Regions from separate parts of the Mus musculus genome. Here regions 2 and 3 are each linked to region 1. The links are chromatin contacts, called in public Hi-C maps. All regions are on one chromosome and are shown on one strand. Each heading gives the region's core, a stretch centred on a gene start, on an enhancer-like site or on the middle of the called end of the contact. The rest is flanking DNA. Distances are from core to core; before and after follow the strand shown. Region 1 has its middle 93 kb from the start of Gm41255. Region 2 holds the start of Ccdc152 (coiled-coil domain containing 152). Region 3 overlaps Ghr (growth hormone receptor).

What was found. Hi-C and Micro-C count contacts between places; a contact is called where the count stands out from the background.
Region 2: a Hi-C map of embryonic fibroblasts shows a contact between it and region 1, with 3 times the contacts expected there. The contact joins the promoter of Ccdc152 here to the enhancer-like site in region 1. A contact is called at or near these places in 2 of 39 promoter capture datasets (hippocampal neurons and maxillary cranial neural crest) and 2 of 484 Hi-C or Micro-C datasets (adipose-derived mesenchymal stem cells and embryonic fibroblasts).
Region 3: a contact with region 1 is called in a Hi-C map of myocytes, with 2.6 times the contacts expected there. The contact joins two enhancer-like sites. A contact is called at or near these places in 4 of 484 Hi-C or Micro-C datasets (the C2C12 cell line, adipose-derived mesenchymal stem cells, embryonic fibroblasts and 1 more).

What each region holds. Positions count from the first base shown.
Region 1 is chr15:3,705,843-3,709,690 of GRCm38.p6, reverse strand. No RefSeq gene overlaps it. Among named protein-coding and RNA genes, the nearest start is that of Gm41255, 93 kb to the right of the region's middle. Within about 2 kb of position 1,835, at least 69 of the 459 cell types and tissues checked have an H3K27ac peak or open chromatin away from gene starts, as enhancers often do. A contact at or near this core is called in adipose-derived mesenchymal stem cells, embryonic fibroblasts and myocytes, where this site is marked.
Region 2 is chr15:3,301,851-3,305,698 of GRCm38.p6, reverse strand. Ccdc152 (coiled-coil domain containing 152) reads left to right here and starts at 2,173. Exons shown (of 9, transcript NM_001166063.3): 1 at 2,173-2,203. The region is part of intron 3 of Gm41254 (a long non-coding RNA gene); the gene reads right to left.
Region 3 is chr15:3,431,211-3,435,058 of GRCm38.p6, reverse strand. The region is part of intron 2 of Ghr (growth hormone receptor); the gene reads left to right. Among named protein-coding and RNA genes, the nearest start is that of Ccdc152, 130 kb to the right of the region's middle. Within about 2 kb of position 1,663, at least 41 of the 459 cell types and tissues checked have an H3K27ac peak or open chromatin away from gene starts, as enhancers often do. A contact at or near this core is called in myocytes, where this site is marked.

The DNA of each region.
Region 1 (3,848 bases), core at 586-3,085:
GTGGGATAGAAAAAGAATTATGGGTCAGAATGATTATTGAACATGAGCTTCTGACTGGTATCAGGGAGACAATAAAGGACTGTTTAAATCAGATATAACCAGGCAAGCAAGAGTCTCTCATTTTCTAGCTCTGACAAATTACACCCAGTCCCTGTCTTCCTTCTGTAAGCAGCTACAAATGAGGCACCATATCTTTTTGAACATTTTTTTAGACATTATGCCAAAGGTAGCACTGGCTGAGATCTTGGAGAAAAGGAAACTAAATGAAGAATGTCCAGGCAGCCTGGATGGACTTTCTGTCCTGGAGCTCAGGGAGGAGAAATGAATAAAAAGCTGGGCATTTTGTTTCCTGAATCCAAGAGTCATAAATTAGAGTGGGGTGGGTCAGAGCAATGAAAAGGGGGCGGGGGATTACGTAGAAGAAATCAAAAAATCTTTCTGTCATCTATTGGTTACCACAAAGATATGTGTGTTAGGATGAAAAACCCTCTCAAGATGATTTGCAAACTGAACAGTTTCCAGATTTTTGACTTCTGTGTAGCCAGACTGGGACCTTACTAAAGAGCTAGATATTTAATAGACATGGAAGGAGGGTTCTACCTCAGGGGTGAGACTGAGGTTAAACTACTTCACAACAAATTTTAACACATGTACTCCAAATCAAAAGTCTTTAAATAAGTAAAATTTAGGCTAACATCAAAGTAGTATCCTACAATGTCCACAAGCAGCATAAAATGAGAAAGTCCAGATGTGACAGAAATGATGGTATTACTGGATAAGGGCTTCAAAATGATTTTTGGAAGCATGCTTAAACCTGTAAAGAAGCATGAAATTATTTGAGGAAACTAAGAAAATATCAAAGAAAATGGGATTATTGGATTATTATCCAAAGACATCATTGTAAATTAAAACAAACAAACAAACAAACAAACAAACAAACAAAAAGCCCTAATTATTAGGGTTTAACAGTAGATGACAAGTCAGAGGAAGAACATGAACACAGAGTAGTAAAAATTCTCCAAACAGAAGAATGGACTGAAAAGATGCAAAACAGAGAGGCCTTCCATAACTTAAGGCATGGTCAACTCTAGTAGACATTTAGGAGGAACTCTCACATAAACTCCTGGAAAATGGGAAAGAAATAACCATTTACCACTTATTAAACATTGGCTCTCATCTGTCTTAAGAAATGTCACCATACAAAGTAAAACAGCTTAAGAAAATAAACTGCAGAGACCTCTGAGTTTCAGTGTACAAGTCCTCGGGAAATTCTCTTGGCATACTGAAAACAGGCATAAAGAACAATCCGTATCAGAAAAGTAGATTTTGTTCTGGAAATAAACTAAATATTTGACAATCACATTAACTCCCTGGTAGTAGTTCCATAGAAATCCATCTCTAACGTATTTCTGGGCATTATCGATTTTATCACATTTAGTTTATCATGAAGATTTTTTAAAAAATAAATATAACGAAGATGCACTTTTCATTTCCAGTTGCTCTTTGCTGAAGGCATTCACTTACAATGTACTCACTGACACTCCTTCCTTCAAGCATCAACTAAGACAGAGGAAAGACACTTAATTTGCAAAACATTTGACTTTTGTGGAAGAAAACGTTTGAAGTCTTGTGTTGTACTGTTTCCCCTAACCTGATACTATCAATTATAGCTAAACTGTTGATGATAACGTGGTGAATTCTCTACATTCTGCTGGTTATTCCCTCTGCCGTGTGATTTCCTTCAGCTTTTGCAATCCGGTCGGTTGGGTCTGTTTTCACTTTCCTATTGGCAAGTGTCTATCCTGAGTCATAGTGACCTCCGCCTGCCCTGCGGTAAGGAGGGAGGCTGTTGGGCTCTTGCTCTTGACTGTGTAGAAAGAAGGAATGGCAGCACACTTTGCAGAGCCCAGTTTGTAGCTTTTCTCAAGCACTTCCAAGAGTCACCCATGGATGTCTTTGTATATTGTATAATGTTTCCTGTGAGTAACTTGAATTTGCCCTCAGACTACCTCGGGCTTCTCCAGTTAAGAGGAATCTGTAGTATGACATTTGACTGCATTCTTCTAAATCCCCCAAACAAGCTCCATCATGCCTTACATATCTATGACTTGTTACCTATGGGTTGGGCTCCCTCTGTGGTTGGCTTTTGGGGAAATTAGCCAAAACACCAGCTGCTCCAACTGTGCTGTCAAACCGATGTGACCTAGATAAACAACATTTTCCCCTCTTTTGTCTAAACAATGTTTTTGTTTTTGTAAATTGTTTCTTTTAGATGACAAATAGGGTTAGCCAAATCACTGAAAATTTTTGTTTCTTTATTTACTCCATATGACTGAAGGGAGAAAAGGAAGTTGGTTGGTCTGAGTAGCTCCACTGGTTACTCTCCTCTAATCAGATTCCCACTGCCTTCTTCTGAGGGAAAATACTCCAGTGCACATAGCAAGCAGCCACCCAGCAGCTGACAGATTGCTTTTCTTTTTTTTTTTTTTTTTTTTTTTTAGATTGCTTTTCAAAAGAGAATCTTTCTAGCTCACAGCCAGAATTTTATGAAGTGTTTCTTCGAAGAAATTTGCAAGTCAAACACTGCGCCAGTCTGTTGTGGTTCTCTGGTGCCTGGTTTTGGAAGGTGTTCTTTCTCACCGTGGGCCAAATACACACGGATACCTATGAGTTGTTCTGGAGCAGGTTTAGATGTGCTCCTGAATGGGGCATGGAGTGGAATGATATGAAGGGGAAAACATCAGACAATGTGAAACAGAGGATATTCCCAAATAAGTGGAAAGTATTAAAGACAGGTGAGTGGTTTAGACTGTGGCATAAGATAAAACAAGGCTGCCGTGTTTGAGACACAGAGGGACTTTTTAAAAAGTAAAGGCAACCTGACATTCATTCTTGCAAGATAATAGAGTTTTAGGAGTCTATGGGAGAGACTGCAACTCTGGACATCTGAAGTGAGCATGGAAAGGAAAGGAAAGGAAGCATCATAGAAATGCAAGTGGAACATGAAACCAGGCTGTTTGCAGATGTATTACAGCCCAGAGCTTGAGACAGATGACTCAAGAGGGTTGTAGGTACAAAGCACAAGAAATACCAATGTGTATTTTACCGAACTGTCTTCTAATTTATGTTTTTCAACACGTAATAAAAGTTTATGGATATTTCTCTAAATACCTCTGTATTAAAATAACAACACCGACTACCATCCCCAAGCAATCCATGGCAGTAATACAGTTTTCATATTCAGCCCATTTTCCCTTTTACTAGGACCACTAATTTGGGCTGTCTTTTCTCCATCCCCCAACTTACCCTTTCTTCAACTCACAACAATATCTTTTCCTCTGGTTTCACTAAAATAGGAGAAAACAAAATAGATCTATGTCCTATTCAAAGCACTGAAATTCATGAGCTGTCAGATCCAGATGTAGTCAAGGTGAAACAAATGTATGGACAAAGGGTAGCTCTGAATGTAGACAGACTAACCCAAAACCTTTAAGTTGTTTAAACCTTTATGAAATGTGTGTGGGGGGGGGCTACATTTTTCTTTTACAACTTGGTTGTTTAGTTTTCAAACATGACCTTTGTAGATGACAACATTGCATTGCGACACAAAAGGTTGAACATGTCACTCAGATCTACTACTCTGCTTTCTCTTGATTGATACTACAGGCATTGTCTGTGCTTCAACCTTTTGACCAGTGTTTCATTGGCACACTTGCTGTCTCTCCTCCTGGAGCCACTTCTCATTTGTTTCTATATTATCATTTTTCTCCATTGTATTATTTTCAAAAGCATTCAGACATGCTTTAGTATGCCTCATGCTCAACATAGCAACAACCCAAATCGAACTC
Region 2 (3,848 bases), core at 924-3,423, 400 kb after region 1:
AACTGGTATGTCTCTCAACAACAACAAAAAAAGCATGTTGCACTAAAAGGAGTCACTTCCAGGTTCCACAAACTTGTAAAGATGAGGTAACACCAATCAATATTCCTCAAACAATATCAAAAAAACAAAAACAAAAACAAACAAACAAAAAAAAAACGGAAAGGGGAACAAAAATCACAAACTAATCCTATGAAACCAGCACTAACCTGATGTCAAAACTGAATGCAGGGTATGGACAGATGGCTTGGTGGTTAAGAGCACTTGCTGATCAATCAAGAGGACCAGAGTATGGGTACCAGCATCTATAGCAACAGCCCACAAATACCTGTACTTCAATCAATAGAAGGCTCCCTTGACCCACAACTAGAAGGGAAGTTTCACAGGTTTGACAGTTGGGTTTTTGTTATTCTGCCTCTTGAGGGGAACATTATAGTCCAAGTCATGTAAGTTCATTTAAATGACATATATACATATGAATGTAAGAGTTGGTGCCTTGAAAAGTCAAAGAAGATCAAGAAAACCTTAGCCCCATTAATGAAAGAGAGACAGAGAGAGAGACAGAGAGAGACAGAGAGAGACAGAGAGACAGAGAGAGACAGAGAGAGACATACACACACACACACACACACAGAGAGAGAGAGAGAGAGAGAGAGAGAGAGAGAGAGAGAGAGAATCCAAAATTACCAGTATTAGACATGAATTGGGGAACATTACAATAGACACCAAAGAAATTCAGAATATTATAAAGGGATACTTTAAAGATGTGTACTCCATTCAGTTAAAAAATCTAAAAGGAATTGGACACATCTAGATTGGCATGAATCATCAAATTTAAACCAAGAAATGATCAACAACTTCAACCAGCCCATCAAAGACACACACAAAAAAGGAATATATTCTTAAGTTATAAAGAAAGAAAGAAGAAGGAAGGAAGGAAGGAAGGAAGGAAGGGAGAGAGAGAGAGAGAGAGAGAGAGAGAGAGAGAGAGAGAGAGAGAAAGGAAGAGGCAGAGTATTACCAACTCCTTTTATGAAGCAGCATTTCTCTAATGCTCAAACCACGTAAAAACACAACGAATGAAAGAAAATTACAGACCAGTATTCCTGATGAGCATGTAAAGAATCTCATCTTTTTTTTTCTTTCTTTCTTTTTTTTCCCCCCAGAAGCAATGGTAATTCAATCTCCGGGTGCAACAACTAAAACCTAATCTTTCAAGTCTTATTAAAATCTGATTCCTCCGGTGGTGAATCCTTTCAGATCAGCCATGATACCGGGAAATTCTTACCCCTCTACTGTCCAGTTCCTTCATCTATTTGTTTTTCAAATCCCTATCTATGCGTTGGTACCAATGCTAAAGAAAACTTGAACACGCAGTGGGGACTCAAATTCTCCACTTGGATCCAGTTCTAATACTTTGCTATACCTTAAACTTTCAAATAATGAAATATGAATAATCCTATTACTGTTTACATTCCTGTGCCTGAAAAAATTAATTCTATAGAAAAATCAAATTAATGAAATTTAAGTTTTTATTTCTCATTCAAATACCTTTTCAGCAGATACATTTCAGCTACTACAGGACAACATTGGAAATTATGATAATTTTTGAACACTTGAAGCAAGAGACCCTATCATGTTTTAAGTGATAAATTCATTTAATTGGTAGAACAACCTTAATGAGTAGAAATTTTTATTAATGATACTATATGGATAAAAAGCTGGGACACACAAAAAAAATTAGGTTGCCCAAGACAAAGACATTGGTAGAACTTACATTATAGTCCATGCCCTGAATCACTAAATCAGTAAGAGAATAGACATGAAACTATCAAATAATTGAATCTGGTACTTTAAAGGGCTTATAAACCACTGGGATGAATATGGGTTCTTATTTATTTAATTGTGCTGATGTATAAACCAAGCAAAGCTGGTTCATTCTTAAGTTGCCAAAACAGTGATTAGTCTGGCAGTGGCTGAGTGTTGTTCTGTGGTCTAAGAAATCCATGAAAGCACCTAGGAGGATGTAAATTGGTGGGGCTCTAAGGTATTCTCTAGGAGAGGGTGCTGACCGGCCAAGGAGAACGGCGGACCCAGAGGTGGGGGACCCTGCTTCCCACCCGGAAGAGGACTAAAATCTGAAACGGACCAGCTACCCGCACCCGAAGGACTTTGCTGGAGACTGGATGTCGCGCCTTGGCAGCAGGTACGTTCCAAGCTCTTCCCTGGAGATTCGAATCCCAGTTTTCCATCGATTCTTTTCCTGACACCTCCTTGAAGTGTCCTGGATTCCTGCAGTTTTATCCTACCCACTCCTCTCACACCGGAGCCCCTTGCCCACACCCCTGCGCGTCTGTTGGGCCTCAGAGGACAGCGGAACGCCATGGTGGGCCTTAGCCCCAGGGTCTGAGAGTAAAGCCTCGGAGAGCTCAGAAGAAAGAACAGGGAACAAGCTGAGCCCCACTCCTGGCACCTATGAGTGCCAGGGCCCAACTGAGTGGGGCTGGAGAGAAGTCAAGCCCTGGGATGCCCACGTCAACAGCCACCGAGCTGAAGAAGGAAATGAAACTATCTCTTGCCAGTGGACATGGTGGAGACTGAGCCTTGAACGCCATATAAGTAGAGAACTCAGTAAGCACTGAATCACTAACTTGTTGCCGAGTTTCTCTAGGCAAAACCAAATTCATTGAAAGAATTTGAACCTAGGAAATTGGGAGAAGAGGGCAATTAAGACATGCAGAAATGACCGGGTGGTGGTGATGCATGTCTTCGATCCCAGCATTCAGGAGGCAGAGACAGGACGATCTCCATGAATACCAGACTACCCCCCCATCACCCCCCCCACACACACACACACACACAGACACACACGAATACACAGAGAGAGGGGGGGCGCACTTGGAAAGCAAATGTACTTCCACTGAGCAACATCCTTAGCTTTAGTTACAAGGTGTATATATATATATATATATATATATATATATATATATATATATATATATATATATGTATATATATATATATATATATTCTATGAAGAAAAACAGCTGGAGAAGATTCAGACTCAAATTAAAATGCATTTGATTCAGGAATCTGGGTCTAAGACAGAATTCGTTTTTTAAAATTATTTAAAACGTTAGGAACTAAAAAGGAGAAAAGGAGATTTTTAAATACTTCAGATTATCCTCTAGTTTAAGTAACAATATCAATTAGTGTTTTTTTTTTTTTAACTTTGTTCAACAAAGAATGAAACTGTTTTGTTATGGGGGTTGTCTATTATGATTATTTTTCTACCAGAAGGAACAAGTTTTTACTGAGGTTTTTGAAATATAATTTTACTGATATGCAATACAGAATTGCAAGTGTTTCACTAAACTGGAAGTACATAACCAAAATTCAGATTTCAAAACGATTAAAAGCTGCTACAGTCAAGTAACATAAAAAGAAGAAAGTGGAATTTCTTGACAGAGTAATGTCAGGCAGTGTCCAGTTTGACAAGAATATGACCACAAAAAAAGTATTTTGAATACCATTTATTTTGGACTAGTTAACATCCAATACATGGCCTTGTGGTCTTTTTTCCCAAATCTAGAATAGCTGAGTTTCAAAACTGTATTTCACCACCTTTTTTTTTTTATGTGAGAAAAATGTAATGCCAAGTATTTCACACTTTGATATTGTATTAATCTTGGTTCTAGTAAGACACCTTCACACGCCCACATGTAAATGCTGGTTACATTCGGTTTCCCCATCCTGTGGATGAATCCACCTCTGGGATTCTGAAACATTTTTATGATTGGTTCCAGAGTTAAACTTGAAACTTGCTCTTTATTTCAGCAGTTACTAAACAT
Region 3 (3,848 bases), core at 414-2,913, 270 kb after region 1:
AACAATAGCCTATAAAGCATGTGAATGGGGTGTGTGTGAGAGAGGGAGAGAGACATCAGTATTAACTTGGTCTTTGTCTATCCAGTGTACACTGAGTATCTAAAATGTCATTTGTATAATATGTAGACTGAGGTACCACCCATTTGTAAGACTGAAGGTAGAAAACAATCCTTGGGCTATATTTGGAATAAATAACAAGCCTTAAAACTTGCAATCTGGATCTAACTTAGATAAGCAAATTTTATTTCATTCGCTATCATTACTTGGCAAGATCCACCAAACGAAGTCCGTTGGGTTCAAGTGGAGAAGGGTGATAATGAGTGAGTCAGAGCCAGAGAAGGCCAGATGGAGGATGAGAAAACACTTGTGCATGGCTCTGGGACCAAGTCAAAAGGAGGTAATTGGGAAGTTAGGCATCACTAATGATGTGATTCTCCTGACCACAAATGTTACTTGGGAACATGCTGCCTTGCCTGCTGGCATCAGCCTAGCTTCACTAAAGTAAGGCTGGAGGTGGACACTGGAAAGGTGAGAAAAGAGGCAAAGCCCTCCTCACCCTTGCTTTCAGCTGAGCCAGTACTATGTGGATCCACTATTCTGCTCTGAACCCATGCCAAGCCCTTAGAGTAAAAGCTACAGGCCAGTTTTACTTGTAAGCATGAGGGTTTCAAATAATGAAAATCTATTCCAGAATAGTCTATCTGTAGACATTTAGAGACCTAAGATTAAAGTTAGAAACAAGGAGAGGAATTTCTGTGGAGAAGAGTGTTTAAAATTGGTATTTTCTAACCAGCTACAAGAGATAAATTCTAGATATTTTTTTTCCTCTCAGTGGGCTTTCTTGTGGCATGGGGAAGGCTACAATGTCAGCGGCATGATAGAGATACAAATTAAGATTCTGGAAATCATTTGCTATTCAAGAGCTATTGTCTTTCCAAAAATGAACATAGACCTTCTGGGCTTTTTTTTTTTTTAATCACATATCCAGACTGCAAATAAAGAATGATAAATAGAGTTCTATTATAATCGGTGATTCCATCAATTTTTTATTTGAATTCTGCTGAGACAAATGTAACCATAGACCAGCATAAAAAGAGTTAATTATGACACTAAGCAGTGTTACTTATACCGATACATAGACTCATACTTATTGGTGTTCTAGAGGGTGACTGCTAACAAAACTGCAGACACAGAACCATGGTATGTGTGACCAGATCTGCTGTGGCCATCCATAGCAAAAGGAAAATGAGCACTCCTCTTTCTTTCCTATTGGATTTCTTTATCCAGCTCTATGGGTTCCAGAGCTAAGGTTGCTTTTCCTGATGTGAGCCTAGCAACTTGCTTTTCAGTTCTGCCCAGGAAAATGCTAGCAGGCGAGAATGCTCTGTTGGCCGCCCACCTCAGAGTCCCTCAAAGAGGGCACCGTGAGAAAGCATTCCACATTAAGCAAATGTACATTTCTGCAATCGTGACGAAAAGCACTTGAATCCAACCATCTACCCTCTGCTCCAGCTGATAGAAAAGAATGCAGGGAACTCTGGGAGTTTAAGTGGCTTTGGCAGGAGAGGAAACAGCTGTGATGTTGTCAAGGGTTGTCTGTGGGAGCCGTACCAGCTGCTGACAGTATCAAGAGTGCCCAGAAATAGGGAAGGCGCCTCTGGTTAAAGCAGCTAGGTCCAGGAAGTGAACTCTTGACCCCATGTGAGGCATCCAGCTTTCATGGACTCCGTCCTGTCATTCTTCAGAATGGATATCTCCTTTAGAACCAGAGAATGGGATGTTTAAATTTTGAACTGTTTGACTTCTAAAACAGAAATGTGTTTACATAGATGCAACCAGAAAGAGTGGGAGGTAAAAAAAGGAGCTTCGAAATCATGACAAGGAATGTTCCAGTATATCTTAGATATGCTCCAGAGTTAGCCATGAGAAGGTTGTTTTTCTGTACCAAAGGCTTTCAGAGCTCTTTGAAGCTCCTTATCCCATTACTATGCCCTGTGCTCATCCATCCAATTCAGCACCCTCCCACTATCTCTTGTCTGGCCTCTCCTCTGCAGCTTCTTCACCAGGCCTGCCCTTGCCAAAATAACTCTGCACCTTGACCTATGCCATCTACTTCAAGACCTTTTCAATCTTAGCTGCTGGCTGAGCAGAATCAAGTGACCTCATTTATTTTGAGGTATGATGACCTGGGAATTCTGAATATGATAGTTCTCTCAAGGGTGAGCACATTTTAATAGAAGATCATTCTTCATCCAAATGAACGCATCTCTAATAGTAAAATTTATTTTCTCTATGAACTAGAGCCTCTTCCCTAGCACACCTCATGTCATTTGCCATTTGCTTCTCCTGTCATTCTCTATCTCTATCTCTATCTCTATCTCTATCTCTATCTCTATCTCTATCTCTATCTCTGTCTCTCTGTCTGTCTGTCTGTGTGTCTGCCTGCCTGCCTGCCTGTCTGTCTGTCTCCTCCCACACATGCACACAGGAAAACCTAGTGACATGGTTAAAAAGGAACTAATTAATCTAATTAGAAAAGGATGATAGCTGTCCCTTAAGAGCCACAGTAAGAAAGAAACCATTTCCATGAGTCTCTATAGAAGATTAACCCATTGCCCAATGGAAATCCTGGCTTCTATCATCCAGGTTTTATCATAAATTTGTGGTTTAGAAGCAATCCATGATAAGGATTTAAAATGCTCATTAATTATGCAAGCATTATGGATACCAAATAATAGATATTCTGAAAATTATGTATTGTGATAATCAGCATTGACCTTCAGTTTTCAGCTATGAGATCCTTGTGGTCTCATCTCCTGGCTGTAAATATTTCATGCATATATAGCATCTAATAAATGATTTTGTTTAGAGTAGGCAATTAACAAACATTTTATGTAAACAATGGATATAATTTCAGGATTCATTTTATTTTAATTTCTTTGTTTCTCTTTAGAATACAAAGTATGAAACCAAGGGAAGCTGTCTTTTAAGTGCTTGTGTAAAAAGACTAATGCCCTAATTTTTCATAAGCAAGTATAGTCAGCTGATGTAGAAAGTGTTTACGGTGACCACTGTAAAGAAGTTTTGTGTTGAGTACTGGGCAGCATAAGAAGAATGAAGTATTTGTATAGCTATTTTGCTTCTTAACTGGATCAGAAAGCTCAAGGTCACAGAGCTATCTTCCTGTAGAGGCCAAGCTGTGTTAAAGGACCACAAAACAAGTGGCTGATGGTAGATATTTCTGAAGGCAATGCCCTGGAATGCAGATCCCCGGCTAGGAATATGCCGTAAGGCCAAAGGCACTGCATACACTTCTCGATGATTGTAAGGGAGTTCCCTCGGCTGGAAATCGATGGAGGCTTTAGATACTTGGTCTAATGGCTGCTTCCTTTTGAGTTGAATAGGCCATTAGCTACTCTCAAAGATCTGAAATGGTGAGGGAGCTTACCAATTGAGTGCTCTGCTGCCAGGTTCAAGTTGAAAGATGAAAAGGAAACAGGCCCATAGGCTGAGCATGGAATGGGGGGGGTGTAATATAGAAAAGTCTACCCACTCACACAGCCACCACCCAACATTGTATCTGATTCTTCATAAGAATATGAGAAGAATCTCTCCAGTCGCCAATCTATTTGATTTGAAAACTCTTAGTACTGGAATTTTCCTGTACTCTCTCTCTCTCTCTCTCTCTCTCTCTCTCTCTCTCTCTCTCTCTCTGTGTGTGTGTGTGTGTGTGTGTATGTGTGTGTAGACTTGCCCGGGCTTATGCATACACGTACATGCCAGAGGCTGACTTTGGAACTGGTCTTTTTCTATCGTTCTTCACACTGTTTTTTAGACAGGGTCCCTCA